Linked DNA regions of Rattus norvegicus: region 2 is linked to region 1. A link is a contact called in public Hi-C data. All regions are on one chromosome and are shown on one strand. Each heading gives the region's core, a stretch centred on a gene start, on an enhancer-like site or on the middle of the called end of the contact. The rest is flanking DNA. Distances are from core to core; before and after follow the strand shown. Region 1 overlaps Cyp4f17 (cytochrome P450, family 4, subfamily f, polypeptide 17). Region 2 overlaps Ftl1l5 (ferritin light chain 1 like 5).

Region 1 (7,609 bases), core at 3,826-6,325:
CGAGCAGCTGGTAACTTACATGACTCATTTATTTTGTTCTATGTATGACGCAGGGTTGGATACCACTATCAATTTCATATCTCTGTCTCCTCCGAGTGCAGGGTGAAGTCTTTTCCTGCACCTGACTCTATCCCAGAATTCCTCTCTCCCTACTGGAACTTCCACCTCCTATTTCCTGTAGAAGCTAAAAGGCCAACAGCTGTTTTACTGGCAGGGGCTGTTTGCACACAGTACACAGGAGATTCACATGTAGTCCGGAAGTATGTATCAGGAACTATGCCAGAACGTGTGCTTGACTCTGATTGCAAGAAGAGAGGAAGAAGGTAGCCTTGTGAGTATGAGATGATGTCATACAGGTGAGGCAGGTACAAGATGAAATGAGGCCTGTCATTGGATGAGAAGGAAGGGTGGGCGGGAGAAAAGCTTGAGGGAAGAGGGGGAGACTGGAACAGAAGGAGACTGAAGACTGGAGGAGATGGCTGGGAATCCACGGAGAGAACATGGAGGCTGACGTTAAGCTTCCACTCTGTGTATTTACAGGTTGCTGTGAATATTCTTAAGGGTTGGGTGTGTATAGGGTTTTGTATGTTTAGGTGGACAATTATATCTTCTCAATTGGATCAGAGGTTATTGTGCTGTGTGTTCTGTCATGTACAGACTTAAGTGTAAGAGAGTGTGTGTCAGCTAGAGACACTGGGCCGCCACAGAGTTGGGATGTGTGTTTCTAGCAGATATTTTGGGGCACTGCGGTGCCGGATCTAGTGGGGGTAAAAGACAGTCATTTTTATGATTTCACAACAACATGTGAGATTTTCATTGATAAGACCCTGACTAATGTAAGTTATCACCATACTCTGTGCATGAGATTATAATTCAGAGCACCTCAATCTTGATGGAAATATGGACAATGAAGATGTGCTTAATAAAATTTCTGAGGGGAACAGGACTCCTCTAAGAACTCAGCCACACGACATCCATTGGCTTCATTATGCTCCTGTCCTGAGAACTTAAATGAGACTGGACTCAAGTCATGGGCTGATTTGATTGGCAGCAGAAACCTGAGGGTGGGATATATTCAGGCTGTGCTATAGTTACTGCTCAGTCCTCTTGCCCAGGTCTCCTGTGAAAGGGCACTGAACAGAACAGGAAGACATGGCAATATTTAGTATGCGCAGAAAGCGATGTGAGAGAGTTTGAAGGTACAATCAAGGTGCGGGCGGGTAGATTGGGAGAAAACAGCTGTCATGCTAAGATTAACCCATTAAAGAGAAATCTCCTATCCTGATTGGGACAGTAGGGCAGGTGCCTTGAAGGCAAAACCCCAGCCACTGAGGGCTTCAGCTTAAATAGTATAAATATATATTCAAAAGGAGGACGTCTGAACTGAGAATGCTGCTGAAGTGATTCCCTTCTGCAAAATGGGCACCTAGGGAACCATTATCCCACAATGAACTTTAAAGGCACACAGAGGCTAGGGGAGGCAGCAGGACATGTCAACAATGTAACATACTATTGCTTTTGCAAGCTTGAAAGATAGGAGAGCACTGGGAGACTTGAATGCTTGCACTAGCCTACTAGAAGCCACTGAAGCTGGGCAAGGTGGCTCAGGACAGCCTTGACAGGTGCTGCATTGTGCTGAGAATTTGAATGCTTAGTGGACAAGGAGATCCCAGTGCAATGGGAGATGCCAGGAGAATAAGGTATCTACCATGAAATCCTTCAGACACAAAATGGGAGTAAACCCCCGCAAAAGGACCTCTTTGTTGCAAGAAGCAGGAGAGGGGGCAAGGCTCCCAAAGGCTGCTGGAGCATTGATGATTCCTTCAAGAGCCCCAGATGCTGGATATGAAGCTACAAGAGTGTTTGTTGTAATTTCAGTCTTACATTTTTAGTTTTTCTTTCCCTGTTTTTCCTTTCTATGCCCACATTACTCTCTCTTGGACTGGGATTTTATACTGCCTTATGCACGTTATAAATACTTTAATGTGTGTGGGTTTTTACTTTATCATTTGTTGCTTCTAAGACCTCACGATGAAGGGCTCCCCTCACGTGTCTTAGGAAACTGTGGACTTGGGACAGGTGGGATCATTTTAAATGATGGCAAGTTTAGAAACTGAATAAACACATTTTGCTTTAGTTCAAAATTATAGCTTGTAGGACAAAGGTGAAGGTTTGTAACCACCATTGTACACCTGATGATAGACGGGACGTGGAGACAGGAGAACCTCTGGAGGACTGGTTCTCAACCTTCCTAAGGCTGTGACCCTTTAATCCAGTCCCTCAAATGCTGGTGTACCCAATGATGAAATTATTCTATTGCTACTTTATAATTGTAAATGTGCTACTGTTATGAATCATAATGTAAATATATGTTTTCCAATGGTCTTAGGCATCTGCCAAAGGGGTAACCATCCACGGGTTGAGAGCCATGGCTCTAGATGCCCAAGAACAGCAGGAGCTAAAAGAACCTGCCTTAAAGTCAGAGGAATAGTGGGGATCAACTCAGATTGTCCTCTGACCTACACATGCACACATGCACACATGCACACCTGCATGCACACACAAACACTGTCAGACATATACAAAACGACTGATGAGTTAAATACTTGAAATCACATCAGAACTCTCTGGAGAAATAAATACTAGAAAATTTTATATGGGAAAAAAGAAAATTAGAAAATGGGGTTCTGGGGTTGGCTCAGAGGTTAAGAAGACATACTACTTTTGCAGAGGACACTAGTCTGATTCCCAGCAGGGTCATCAGGTGGCTCACAACTGTCCCCACCCTCTGGGCACACAAACAGAGGGAATGAGTTAGAGGGAGAGAGTGAGGAAGAAGGGGAGAGACACAGAGAAGGGGGAGAGAGACACACACAGAGAGATTTTAGTTCTCTTTCCGTGAGGGATGCTGCCTGATTGAGGAACGTGGTCTAGTCCCACTCTCTTTTACTTTATGCAACATCCATAACTTCTTGGATAGTGGAGTTTATGGCATACAGTACAATGTCCTTTTGTACCCCCTGGAGTACACACCCTTGGCCCAGCATACATGGTAAAGGGAAGGACAAGCAGCCCTGTGGAGAGTCTATCTCAAAGGACAGTTTGTCATCAGAGTCAGCCATCTCGAAAAATGGCCCCTTCCTTCTGAGAGGAGCTACCCTAGGGAACAGTGACTAAGGTACAGAAATCCAGCCCTGCTGAACCCTGCCCAAAGTGTACATTCCTACATTTATAAGCAAATCCCTACACTTAACAGAGGGCTTGGCTCACAATATTCCTTAACCCACCCATGGGCAGCAAAGAGCATGTTTGACACTTGGGTCATGACAGAATGACTACAGAGACACCAGCTGTGATGCTTCAGTTTTCTGTCACAAAGTCAAGGGACTCACTGCTGTCAACCCCTCATGAGTTCTCTCTCTCTCTCTCTCTCTCTCTCTCTCTCTCTCTCTCTCTCACACACACACACACACACACACACACACACACACACACCACAGAAAACCTAAGAACCAGGAAGGTTTTTAGCTCACTGGTAGAGGATTTCCCAAAAACCCAAAGACACTCTATAGATAAGGACAGAACACTAGAAAATTTTTTAAAAATCAAACATTTTTGCTCTTAAACTATTTCTCTTTTTTCTTTTTTTAGATTTATATTTTATGTATGTGAGTACAGTGTAGCTGTCTTCAAACACACCAGAAGAGGGCATCAGGTCCCATTACTTACTGATCCCTGTGAGCCACCAAGTGGTTACTGGGAATTGAACTCAGGACCTCTGGAAGAGCAGGCAGTGCTCTTAACCTCTGAGCCATCTCTCCAGCCCATCTAAAGTCATGTCTCAAGCCAAAGATATATAAAACTCTGGTTTTTAAGTTTTGAGACAAGGTCTCGCAATGCTGGCCTCAAATTTTCAACATAGCCAAGACCAGTCTTCAACTCATAAAACTGTTTTAATTCCTTCCTGGTAGGAGGAGGGAAATCAAATCCTAGAAGAGACACAAGAAGTGTGTGTGTGTGTGTGTGTGTGTGTGTGTGTGTGTGTGTGTGTGTGTGTGTGTTTCACATACAGTCATGCTCATGAGGAGGTCAGAGGTTTATTCAGGTGTCTTCAGTCATCACTATCCACCTTACTTATCCCATCACTTCCTGAGATAGTGTCTCTTACAACATGGAGCTCTGATTCAGCAGGACTGGCTGGCCACTGAGGCCCTGGAATCCTCCTGTCTCCCCACTAAGCCACCTCCCCAGCCCAAGGAAGAACAAGTGGGAACCTGAAAGGACATCACCACACAGGGAGCCTGCAATGTGATGTCATTTTAAATTTAAGCTGCCTCAATGGTCTTAGACATCACAAGCCTTGGACATCATTTAACATCATTTTGAAAGGCTCCCAGACTTCTCTCCTGGGAAACTTCCCATCATTCTAATAAAAAATACCTTCAGATATGACAGGCACAGTGGTGCACTTTCTTTTTTTTTTTTTTTTATTTATTTATTATATATAAGTACACTGTAGCTGTCTTCAGACACACCAGAAGAGGGCATCGGATCTCTTTACAGATGGTTGTGAGCCACCATGTGGTTGCTGGGAATTGAACTCATGACCTCTGAAAGAGCAGTCGGGTGCTCTTAACCGCTGAGCCATCTCTCCAGCCCAGTGGTGCACTTTCTAATTGCCACTCGAGTGGTCAGGCCAGAGATTTGCTGCAAGTTAAAGGCCTGCCTGCAGTATCCACTGAAAGCTGAGACTCTGTCTCAAACACAAAAGAAAGAAGTAAACTGCCTCAAATCTGCCAGTAAACCTTATATCTCTCCTGCTTAAAGATCTATGGTGCCTCCCTATTGCCAAAGGAACAAAGGCCTTTCTTGAGCTTGGGTGCAACTCTCATCAGTCTGTGGGCCCGGTGGGTCACCTAGAAAGGCTCTTGGACTCAGACAGCAGCCCTAGCCAGGCTCCCAGAGTCTGTTGTCCTGCAGCGCCCCCTGCTGGCTCTCGGTGAGGCTCCGCTTTTTCTGAATTGTGCAGAGGAGAGTGACTGGGACATTAGATGGTGTTACTGAGCGCCTGTGCTCAGCGGCTCCACCCGCAGCCACAGCCCGCCCTCCGCGCGCAGGATCAGCTCCGGCTTCCGGCGCGGCTCCTTGTCATCTGGCAGGAGTCGGAAGCGCAGCAGCGTCAACGCCACCGCCACCTTCATCTCGTTCATAGCGAAAGTCTGTCCTATGCAGTTCCTGCGGGAGAACAGGGTGGGGACTCTGACTTTACTGAGACCTAACCAGCCCCCAAGGTTTGAACTGAACTAGTCCCTGTCGTGCCACGCCTGCCCGAGAGGCCGAAGGTGCGCTGATGATCCTGGGGAATCCAAGTGTTGTGTTGCCACTTCCAACGCTCTCTCAAACTCAGTGCCCAAGACAGATCAGGACCAGAAGAGCTATGACCATAGGGCTCTCGCCTTTCACCTCCAGCCCGGCTCTATAGACCTATTTCCTGAGTAGAGGGCGGGAAGGAGACCCAGAACCAACCATCCCAACTTCCCCTGTCCCCTCAGTTATCCAAGGGCTTTCGCCTCACCTCGGCCCGGCAGAAAAGGGAATAAAAGCCAGAGGAGACCTCTTCTGTGGGTTTTCTGAGTCGAAGCGGAAGGGGTCATAGACCTGAAGATCAACCAAGACAAGGCTGTTGGGTCAGGTCTCTGTGCACATCCAGCCAGTCCCAGTGAAGATGGATATGGAGACAGAAGAGTGAGAGCTCTGGTTTTCCACACCCCTTCCCCGGGTTCCAGAATTAGAGAGTGGGTAGGGTCACACCTCAGGGTCTGGCCAGACTGAAGGGTTGTGATGAACCCCAAAGATGCTGATGATACAGTCGTTTCCTTTTGGACAAGAAAAGAAGTCAGTGCTGCCCCCGGGGACCAGTAGGAGCCACCTCCCCATACTGTCCACACCTTTTGGGATGACCCGGCCGTCTGGAAGCACAACGTCTTGGGTGCAGCATCGGGAGATGACTGTGACTGGGGGGTGCAGCCGCAGACTCTCCTTGATGCACATGGTCAGGAAGGGCAGCTGGGTCAGGTCGTCCCTAAGAAACCACCATGTAATTATCCAGGGTGCAAAAACAAAGTCCTCGCCTGCTAGAATCCTTGTCATTAGAGGGCTAGCACCCATTTTTGATGACCTGAATTCAGTAGCCAGACCACACAAGGTGTTAAGAGAGAACCAACTCCTACCCAAGAGTTGTCTTCTAACCTCCACACATGCCATAAACTTCATGCACACACACACACACACACACACACACACACACACACACACGCATAGTACTTACTGGCCAGCCTCACTTGTTTCTCTGTGACTATGAATCCAAAGCCAAATTTAATTTAATTTAATTTAATATGAATCAAATAAATTTGTTTATTATTTTTATTTGTGTGTGTGTGTGTGTGTGTGTGTGTGTGTGTGTGTGTTGTGTAAGCCAGGGGTCACCATGCGCATCTTTTTCTATCCCTCTATATTTTCTATTTTGAGACAGTGTCTCTCACTGAACATGTATTTTGGTTAGACTGGCTGGCCAGCACGATTCCGTTCCCCTGTGTTCCAGTGCTGGCGTAGCCTTTTACATGGATTCTGGGAACTCAAACTGAAGTCTTTATGCTATCAGCAATCACCCCAGCCATGTTTTATGGAATTTACTTTGCTTAGACATAATGTGTCACTATGTAGCTTTAGCTAGTCCAGAACTCCATGTAAACCGGACTGGCCACGAGCTTAGAGCTCCACCTGCCTCTACCCCCCGTCCCTGCTCCTGCCCCCTGCTCACTACCCCGACCCTGACCCCTGACCCCGACCCCTGACCCTTGCCCTCTGCCAGGACGGTTTTGAACTGATCCTTAATGCCTCCACCTCACGAATGTAGAGAGAACAGGAGTGAGCCACCGTGCTTAACTCTGAATCAAAGAGTAAACCATTAGAAAATCAAAAATAAATAAATAAATAAATAAATAAATACTGGAGAAATTAACTTGATATTAATATTTTAGAAATATTTCTTTAGGGGGCTGGAGAGATGGCTCAGTGGTTAAGAGCACTGACTTGCTCTTCCAAAGGTCCTGAGTTCAATTCCCAGCAACCACATGGTGGCTCACAACCATCTGTAATGAGATCCGATGCCCTCTTCTGGTGTGTAAAAGACAGTGCGTTCATATACATTAAATAAATCAATTTAAAAAAAAGAAATATTTCTTTAAAACCCATGCTTATCTGGACTGATCCTGGACTCTGACCTCATAGGTAGCAATGAATATCCTAGTAAGAGCACCAGTGGAAGGGGAAGCCCTGGGTCCTGCTAAGACTGAACCCCCAGTGAACTAGACTGTTGGGGGGAGGGCGGCAATGGGGGGATGGTTGGGAGGGGAACACCCATAAGGAAGGGGAGGGGGGAGGGGGATGTTTACCCGGAAACCAAAGAATTATTATTACGTATTAAATAAATTAAAAAAAAAACATGCTTATCAAAAGATACCGTTACCAAAAGCAAAGAGGATCTCTTTAACCATTTTCATTTATTTACGTGAGAGACCTTTAGAAACAAAATGGAGGCACTCTGGAC
Region 2 (7,609 bases), core at 2,871-5,370, 170 kb before region 1:
ACAGGATGTCTTGACACAAACCCCATTGTGATGATCACTTGCAAATAGGCACAGTCAATAGAATGAATGCTGTATCAGTTTTGCTTAGATGGCCGAGTTCTCCAAGACTATTCAAAAGGGAATATGGATTCAAACAGATTAGAAGCTGTGTCTGTGAGGGCAGATGAGAAAAAAAAAAGATTGAAAACACAATAGAGCTTATTCAAGTTAGAGCCGAAGGAGACATTACAAAGTGGGTGTAGATGTTTCTCTGCAAAGTGAGTCAAGCGCTGGCACTGTGTTTCACACTGCTACCAACAGGAGCTGCCATGTGTAGTCCCCACAAAAGTACTCTCATGGGTGAGTAGTTCAAATCCAGAGATAGAAGGTCCAGACCGAAGAAAACTTAGGATATAATGAATGAGGCCTATCTTCGAGTGGCCAGTAGTGGAGAAGATGCTGGAGAAAGCACAAAGGTATGGATTGGGTATTGGAAATTGAGACCAGCAGAGAAAATGATCACCTGTACCCGGCTCTGGCATTATGAATGAGAATGGCCCCATAGGCTCATGTATTTGAATACTTGGTCTCCAGTTAATGCAACTGTTTGGGAAAGATCAGAGGTGTGTGTTGGGGGTTTAAATCTCGGCTCATGGGCTGGAGGGATGGCTCAGTGGTTAGGAGTACTGATTTCTCTTCCAGAGGTCCTGAGTTCAAATCCCAGCAACCACATGGTGGCTCACAACCATCTGTAATGGGATCTGATGCCCTCTTTTAAAAAATCTTTAAAAAAGAATCTCGGCTCACGTTTGGACAAAGCACACCAATCCAACATGGTTCCACACGGAGAGGTTTAATGAGAGAAGAAGAGTAGAAGAGGGGAGGGACAAAGGCCAGCCATGAGCACGTGGAAGGAGGGGAGGGTGGGGAGAGAAGGGAGAGGGACAAAGAGGGCACAAGAGCAGAGAGGAGAAGAATAAGAAGTAAGAGAGAATGAGGGGCAAGGACCCCCTTATACAGGCATAGCTGGCTCTTGCCAGGTAACTGTGGGGATGGAGCTTAGACAGAATACCAACAGCATGGCCTTCTTGGGGTAGGTGTGTCACTAGGGGACAGCTTTGAGTTTCAAAAGCCAATAGCATTCTTAATTAGCTTTCCCTATATATGCCCCAATTGTAGATCTAATGTAAGCTCTCAGCTATTGCTCTATGGCCATGTCTGCCTGCTGCCATGCTCTACTCCATGATGGGCATGGACTAACCCTTTGAAACTATAAACCCCAACAAAATCTTCTATAAGTTGTCTTAGTAATGGTGTTCCTTTGTAACTGAGAAGTAACTAAGACTGAAGTTATCAGGGGATGGTGTATTTCTGTGATAAGCCTGACCATGTTTGTTTTTGGAGGAATGTGGAAGCCTTTTGGACTTTGGACTAAAAAAGTAGGGAAATGCCGGAGTGGGGAGGTGGGAGTGGGTGGGTGGAGTAGTACCCTCTAGAAGCAGGGGGAGGGAGGATAGGATAGGGGGTTTCCAGAGGAGAAACCAGCAAAGGGGATATCATTTGAAATATAAATAAACAAAATGTCCAATTACAAAAACGAAAAGTGGCTTAATGCTTTAAGAGAGCTTAATGGGCCATCCTAGAAGGGACAAAGCAGAGAGTAATGTGAGGGCAATGTGAACTAAGAGGTTTCAGAGGGGAGCAGCATTAGCTACTGGCCTAAAGACTAAGGATGTTTGGCAAAGAAGGTGGCTGTTTTCTGTCTTTGTCTAAGGATCTGACTGAGGCTAAATTGAAAAGTTTGGAATTCATTCCATTGGGAGAGGAAATTTCAAGATAGCCTAATATCGGCTAAGTCGCTTGGTTACTAGTAATTACTCTTAGGTAGCTGTATAATGAAAAAAAAAAAAAAAAACACAAGCAAGGCAGAAAAATTCAGTGTGCAGTTAGAGGAGGGAAAAGCTCCAGAAAATACACTGGAGCCAAGTCTTGTACTCAAAGAGATGGAAAGTTTAAACAATGCCTGAACACATGGAAGAAAAGAAATCATGCCCTCAGGGCAAGACTCTACACAGCTAATCCTCCAACTTGTAAAAGGAAAATCTCCACTAAATAGTAACAAGAATTCTGAGGTTATGCAAATGTAATCCAAGGGAGGGGCCACATTTGATCCCAAATGGGCAGAAGAAGTTGGTTCTGGCTTTAGAGTCAAGAAAGATTCAGGATTAAGGGGGTTGTAGAAGCCTCCTCCATGGTTAAGGAAAGGCACTGAGGTCAGGCATGGGGCAGGGAACTCCCTGCATGAAGCCCTGAGAGGCCATTGTGTGAAGCTCTGAAAGTGATACCTGGATTGTGTTGGAGACCCCAAGATGTTGGAGATGCCAGTGCCATAGGTTACCCACCAAGGAAAGCTGCAGACAGAAAGTGGAACCAACTCAACATGGACAAGTGTTTGCCATCAATAGGCATAGAGCTGCAGGGTTTGTGGTTGACTCTATGGATTTTCATCTTCCTTGGGTCCAGTAGTTCCTCACTGTGCTGCTATTCTTCCATTTTTGGAATGATTGTGTATGTTCTGTGCCCTTGTGTCCTGAAGATTTGGTCCCTCAGTAGGTATACCCAAATAAGAGGATTAGGAAACACAGCCTTGTTGGAAGAGGTGTACTACTTGGGGTGACTTTGAGATTCAAAAAGATACCGTTCCGTGTGTGTGTGTGTGTGTGTGTGTGTGTGTGTGTGTGTGTGTGTGTCCAACTTGTGGATCAAGGAATAAGCTCTCAGCTGTTCCTACAATCATACCTTTGCTCTGCCAGCACGGGCTGAATTCTCCAAAACCATAAGCCCCAATTAAGTGCTTTCTTTTATAAGCTACTTTGATCATGATATTGTATAACAGCAGTAGAAAAGTAACTAACACACGCAGAGTTTTAAAAAGATCTTTAATTAAAAGCACTAATACCAAGGATAGTCCCTCGAAAATCAATTAAGTTAAAAATAACTAATACTATTTTAAAGATGACTAATGAAGGTTCATAAAACAATTTAGTGTCATGACAGGATATTCATAACATTTTGTGTGAATAACTCAACAACAAAACTATGTATAATAAAAATATTTTTTGAGGTGGAAATCACATAATATGAACATGAAGTGTTTAATGACATGGGACCTTCTCCATGCTCTATTTCTAAGACATTTCATCAGTCCATGAGGGAAATGTATTCCCATTCAGCAGTCTTTCCTCTTTCCCCATCCCCACAGCTCTATCGACCACTCACAGGCTTTTGATTGCTATGGGTGTTTCTACTCTAAACTTCCCATAAAAGAAATGGTAATATGTGATTTTGGTGTATGGCTTTTGTGACTTGTGCAATGTGATGGCTCCACCATGAACTATTCCTGTTATGGCTGAGGAACACCTCATTGTATAACTACAATGCTATGTCCATTCAATCATTTGAAAGTAGGTGTTTGTACTGTTTCCACAATTTTGCAATTGTGAGTAGGGCATAATATAGTTTGAATATGAACTACCCAAACAGGCTTAAATGTGGGTAGTTCATTAAATGTGGTTGGTTCAGGAAAGGAGCTGAAGCAAAATTACCCTTCAAAAATTAACTTTACTAGGGAAAGGGGCATCATAACTTTGGTTACTTTGAGGTAAGAAAGCATGAAAAACAGTAAGTCAGAGACAACATGATGATGCCCTTAAAGGAAAGACAGGCTTTGCTGTAAAACAAGGAGAGGAATTTCGTTATGAGGTATAGGTAATAGTAAAAGTAAGAGAGATGGCCACCATAAACATAACGGAAGGGGAATCCTAGGAGTGAGCCTTCAAAAAACCCTGAACAAAGAAAAATACCTAACTTTTGCCTATTTTCAGGGGGTGGTGGGAAGTGTGATGCCACATGATTTAGTCTGGGATAGCTTTGTTGGCAAAAAGCACAAAGGAACCAAGTGCCATAAGTTAGGGGCTGTTGGTCATTCAGAGAAGTCAGGGATCTTTGACTCAAATCAGCCAGCTGGACTCCATAACTCTGACCACTGGATGGATTCCTTGCAGCCCCTGCTTGCAGGGTGACAGCACTGCTTGGGCTTTGCAATCGACATGGGCAGAGTCACGCCTATTTACATACTAAAAGTCCAGGACAAAGTAGGACAGTTACTATGCTTGGGCGCTCAGAGGCTCCACCCGCAGCCACAGCCCGTCCTCCGCGCGCAGAATCAGCTCCGGCTTCCGGCGCGGCTCCTTGTCATCGGGCAGGACGCGGAAGCGCAGCAGCGTCAGCGCCACTGCCACCTTCATCTCGTTCATAGCGAAAGTCTGTCCTATGCAGTTCCTGCGGGAGGATGGGGTAGGGACTCTGACTGTGCCCTTTTCCAGGACCCAGATAGGGACCCTCAGACCCAACCTGACCCAGTCCCGTCGGGTTGAGAGATGCTAATATACAGAGCACACCACTAATGCTTAATTCGAACCTTGCCCAGAGTTTAGGCCACAATACAAACTAGCCGCAACACCACCACTATCCCTGGCTGCTCTTGGAACTTCCGAAAGAGGCTCTCCAAACCTTGGTGAAACCCCTACCATCTCCATCCACCTTTTCTCACTACCAGGCTCAGATTTTGCTCCACGACCACGTGCTTGCTGGACTCACCTGGGTCCTGCCGAGAAGGGAATAAATGCCAGAGGCGATCTAGCCTGGATGTTCTCTGGATCAAAACGGAAGGGGTCATAGACCTGCAAAAGACTAGTCATGGTGAATGGGTGATATCTACCAACACAGCCAGAGTCAGAGTCTTGAGTGTGCTGGAGGTCTGACATCCTGGGGCTATTGGGGATGAACAAGAGTGGGAACACTGCGCACCTCAGGGTCCTGCCACACAGTTGGGTTGTGATGGGTTGCAAAAATATTGATGATGCAGATGATACCTGTGAGAAAGAGAAGCGAGCAGGGTAAGCTGCCTGATGAGCTTTGCTGTGTACCGTTTCCTAAGTTCTGTGGTTACCTTTAGGAATGACACGGCCGTCTGGCAGAGAAATGTCCTGTGTGCAGCATCGGGAGACCATTGTGACTGGGGGATGCAGTCGCAGACTCTCCTTGATGCACATGGTCAGGAAGGGCAGCTGGGCCAGGTCGTCCCTGAGAAGCACACCACACAATTATCCAGGAGCAAAAGCAGAGGCTGCCAGCCCCTGGGCTGCCCATTTAATCTTTCCTCACAGTGGTAAAATAATCTTGAGAAGAACAGAAAGCTAGGAAAGTACTAGAGGAAATTTAGCTAGGAATCTTTAGAGAAGTTTGTTTGTTGTTTGTTTTTCTGAGACAACGAATTGTTCAAAAGCCCACCATTTTAAAAACAACAAACTTCCATTAAAATGAATATTTTTATGGTAAAAAAAAAAGCAAAATGCGAAGAGAAAGAATAAATGGATCTAAATTGTTTGGTCTTCTGTCTCTCTCCCTCACATATCCTATCTACCCTTTCCCACCTCCCTTGCCTTCTCTCAGAGTTATTTTTCCTGTCTCAGGCCCTTCCGTCACCTTACCCCTTCTTTATCCTCCATGTTCCCATCTTCCTTCCTCTTTACATATTTCCTCTTTTTTGTACCCCTCCTGCTACCAGTCATCTTACTGACTTCCTCTTTCATCAGTCAATATCATCCTTAGACCTACCACTGTGTTCCTCAGTCCCACACAGATATTCAGTGACTTTCCCAATAAAACATATCCTTTCCTCCTGCACTTGCTTCTCTAATACTCTCATTCCAATGTCTTCCCATCGGTCCTAGATGTGCCTTAACTTAAGACTGCTCTCCCACCAAACTGAGAGCCAAGGAAGGCTGGTCTCTGAGCTGAGTCTTTAGCACCAAATTGGGGTGAAATGGGAGAGTGGGAGAGTTTGATGAGTGAGGAATAGATGCATGGATGATCCAAAGTTTCAAGAAAAAATACATATGACTTTTATTTCCAGATGTCTCCTATGGATCCCTAGGCGGAATAGTAAGGAAGTAATTAAAGAACAGACAAGCAATCTATCAGGAAGGGATTAATGGGGAAATGTTGAATAGGACAGAAGTCCAGGAGAGGAAAGGAAGTTCATTTTTATTCAATGCATGCCAAGTAGTATCATCTGCCTTCACATAGTGTTGTCTTGTCAATAATTCTCCTTGAAGTCCATATATTTCTTTCCAATGCATAGACCTTTTCCTTGCTGATGAAGTAGAAGCCTCATCCACCAGCCAACAACAGAATAATCATTTAAAGAGTTCCCTTCCCTACCTGGGAAACAGAAGCAGGAGAGGGGCTCAGGGACAACCTACCATGGCCTATGCTCACCATTCAATCTCTTCAGAATCACGATCCCTCAGGAGTTCCTGCACCTCCTGCCGGCAGCGCTCCTGGTATTCTGGGTGCTTCGCCAGGTTGTACAGGATCCAGGAGAGCCCACTGGCTGTGGTGTCGTGGCCTGAAGAGCAGATAGGTAGACTTGGGCTTCTGGGCTGTTTCAGCACCACTGAGTGGACAGCACTCAAGCAGTGACGTTTTAAGGAGGGTAGGGAAAAGATAGAGCACAGAGAATGAGAGACCCAGACTCCTGAGGTAGAGAGACTCCTACCCCTTCCCTTATCTTCACTGATGCTCTCACCCTCAAACATGAAGGTGTCAGCCTCCGCTCGGATGTCCTCATCTGACAGCTCCTTTCCGTCTTCATCCTGGAGACAAGGCAAGTTCTTATATCACACAACTTCTGACGGCTCTCATGTCTAACATAACATCTAGAGATCCTTTTCCAACCAGGCACACAAGACCTTCATATGACTGCACTTCTCTTGGTCACCGACACACAGGCGTTTTCTTGGCTTCCTGTTTTTTTCCTAGTTGAAGGAATCAAAGACTCACAAGGTATTTCCTACTTCTGTATGATGAGTGATTTCTGTGGGAGGAGTGACTAGCTACCTTGCAAATACAACCATTGCAGAGCGATTAGAGATTTAACATTGCTCTAAGTCAGTGTTTCTCAACATGTAGCAGACCACTATCTCCAAAAATATTTACATTACAATTCATAGCTGTTGTATGAGACAGCAACAAAAATAATTTTATAGTTCGGGGTCAGCACAACACGAGGAACTGTATCAAAGGGTCACAACATCAGGAAGGTTGGGAACCACTGCTCTAAGTCTTTGACTTTGCTCACTAAGTAAGAAGAGTGGACTTCCTTTGCATCATTCTTCCTTTATTGCTGCTTGCTTTGTCACAAAGGTTGTGTCTGCAGGGTGGGAAGATTAATGCTGATGGGAGAAATAGGGACAGTATGTCACAGTGTCTGGTTGGTGTCACAGTGTGTCTGGTTAGTAAGTGAACTAGCTTCCCCTTCTCCCTTCTTTCTCAATCGCTAGTTTTAAAATGTGTCTCCTCTCTGTCTTCTCTCATCTTGGTTTCTGATTCCTTCCCTGCTCTCCTGTCCCACTACTAGGTTGAAATATAGAGAATTTATCTTATTTCCTTTAGAAGCTATCAGGTTTACAAACCTGCAAAACTTACCTCAGCACTTGGTTAAAGTTGTTTATAATAAAAAATAAAATCCCCTCTTTATTTGAGAAAATTTGAGAGAAATACAGGG

What was found. Hi-C and Micro-C count contacts between places; a contact is called where the count stands out from the background.
Region 2: a contact with region 1 is called in a Hi-C map of liver, with 5 times the contacts expected there. The contact joins two enhancer-like sites. A contact is called at or near these places in 8 of 12 Hi-C or Micro-C datasets (the A7r5 cell line, frontal cortex, kidney and 4 more) and 1 of 1 datasets of contacts at active chromatin or transcription factors (oligodendrocytes).

What each region holds. Positions count from the first base shown.
Region 1 is chr7:12,183,592-12,191,200 of GRCr8, reverse strand. Cyp4f17 (cytochrome P450, family 4, subfamily f, polypeptide 17) reads right to left here. Exons shown (of 12, transcript NM_001191986.1): 9 at 5,949-6,082; 10 at 5,812-5,876; 11 at 5,576-5,658; 12 at 4,477-5,235. The coding sequence ends at 5,058. Among named protein-coding and RNA genes, the nearest start is that of Cyp4f5, 7.2 kb to the left of the region's middle. Within about 2 kb of position 5,075, at least 54 of the 93 cell types and tissues checked have an H3K27ac peak or open chromatin away from gene starts, as enhancers often do. A contact at or near this core is called in liver, where this site is marked.
Region 2 is chr7:12,353,267-12,360,875 of GRCr8, reverse strand. All of the region lies in intron 1 of Ftl1l5 (ferritin light chain 1 like 5), which reads right to left. It overlaps Cyp4f40 (cytochrome P450, family 4, subfamily f, polypeptide 40), which reads right to left. Exons shown (of 12, transcript NM_001109360.1): 7 at 6,632-6,698; 8 at 6,322-6,451; 9 at 4,991-5,124; 10 at 4,849-4,913; 11 at 4,639-4,721; 12 at 4,143-4,320. The coding sequence ends at 4,146. Among named protein-coding and RNA genes, the nearest start is that of Cyp4f4, 11 kb to the left of the region's middle. Within about 2 kb of position 4,120, at least 9 of the 93 cell types and tissues checked have an H3K27ac peak or open chromatin away from gene starts, as enhancers often do. A contact at or near this core is called in liver, where this site is marked.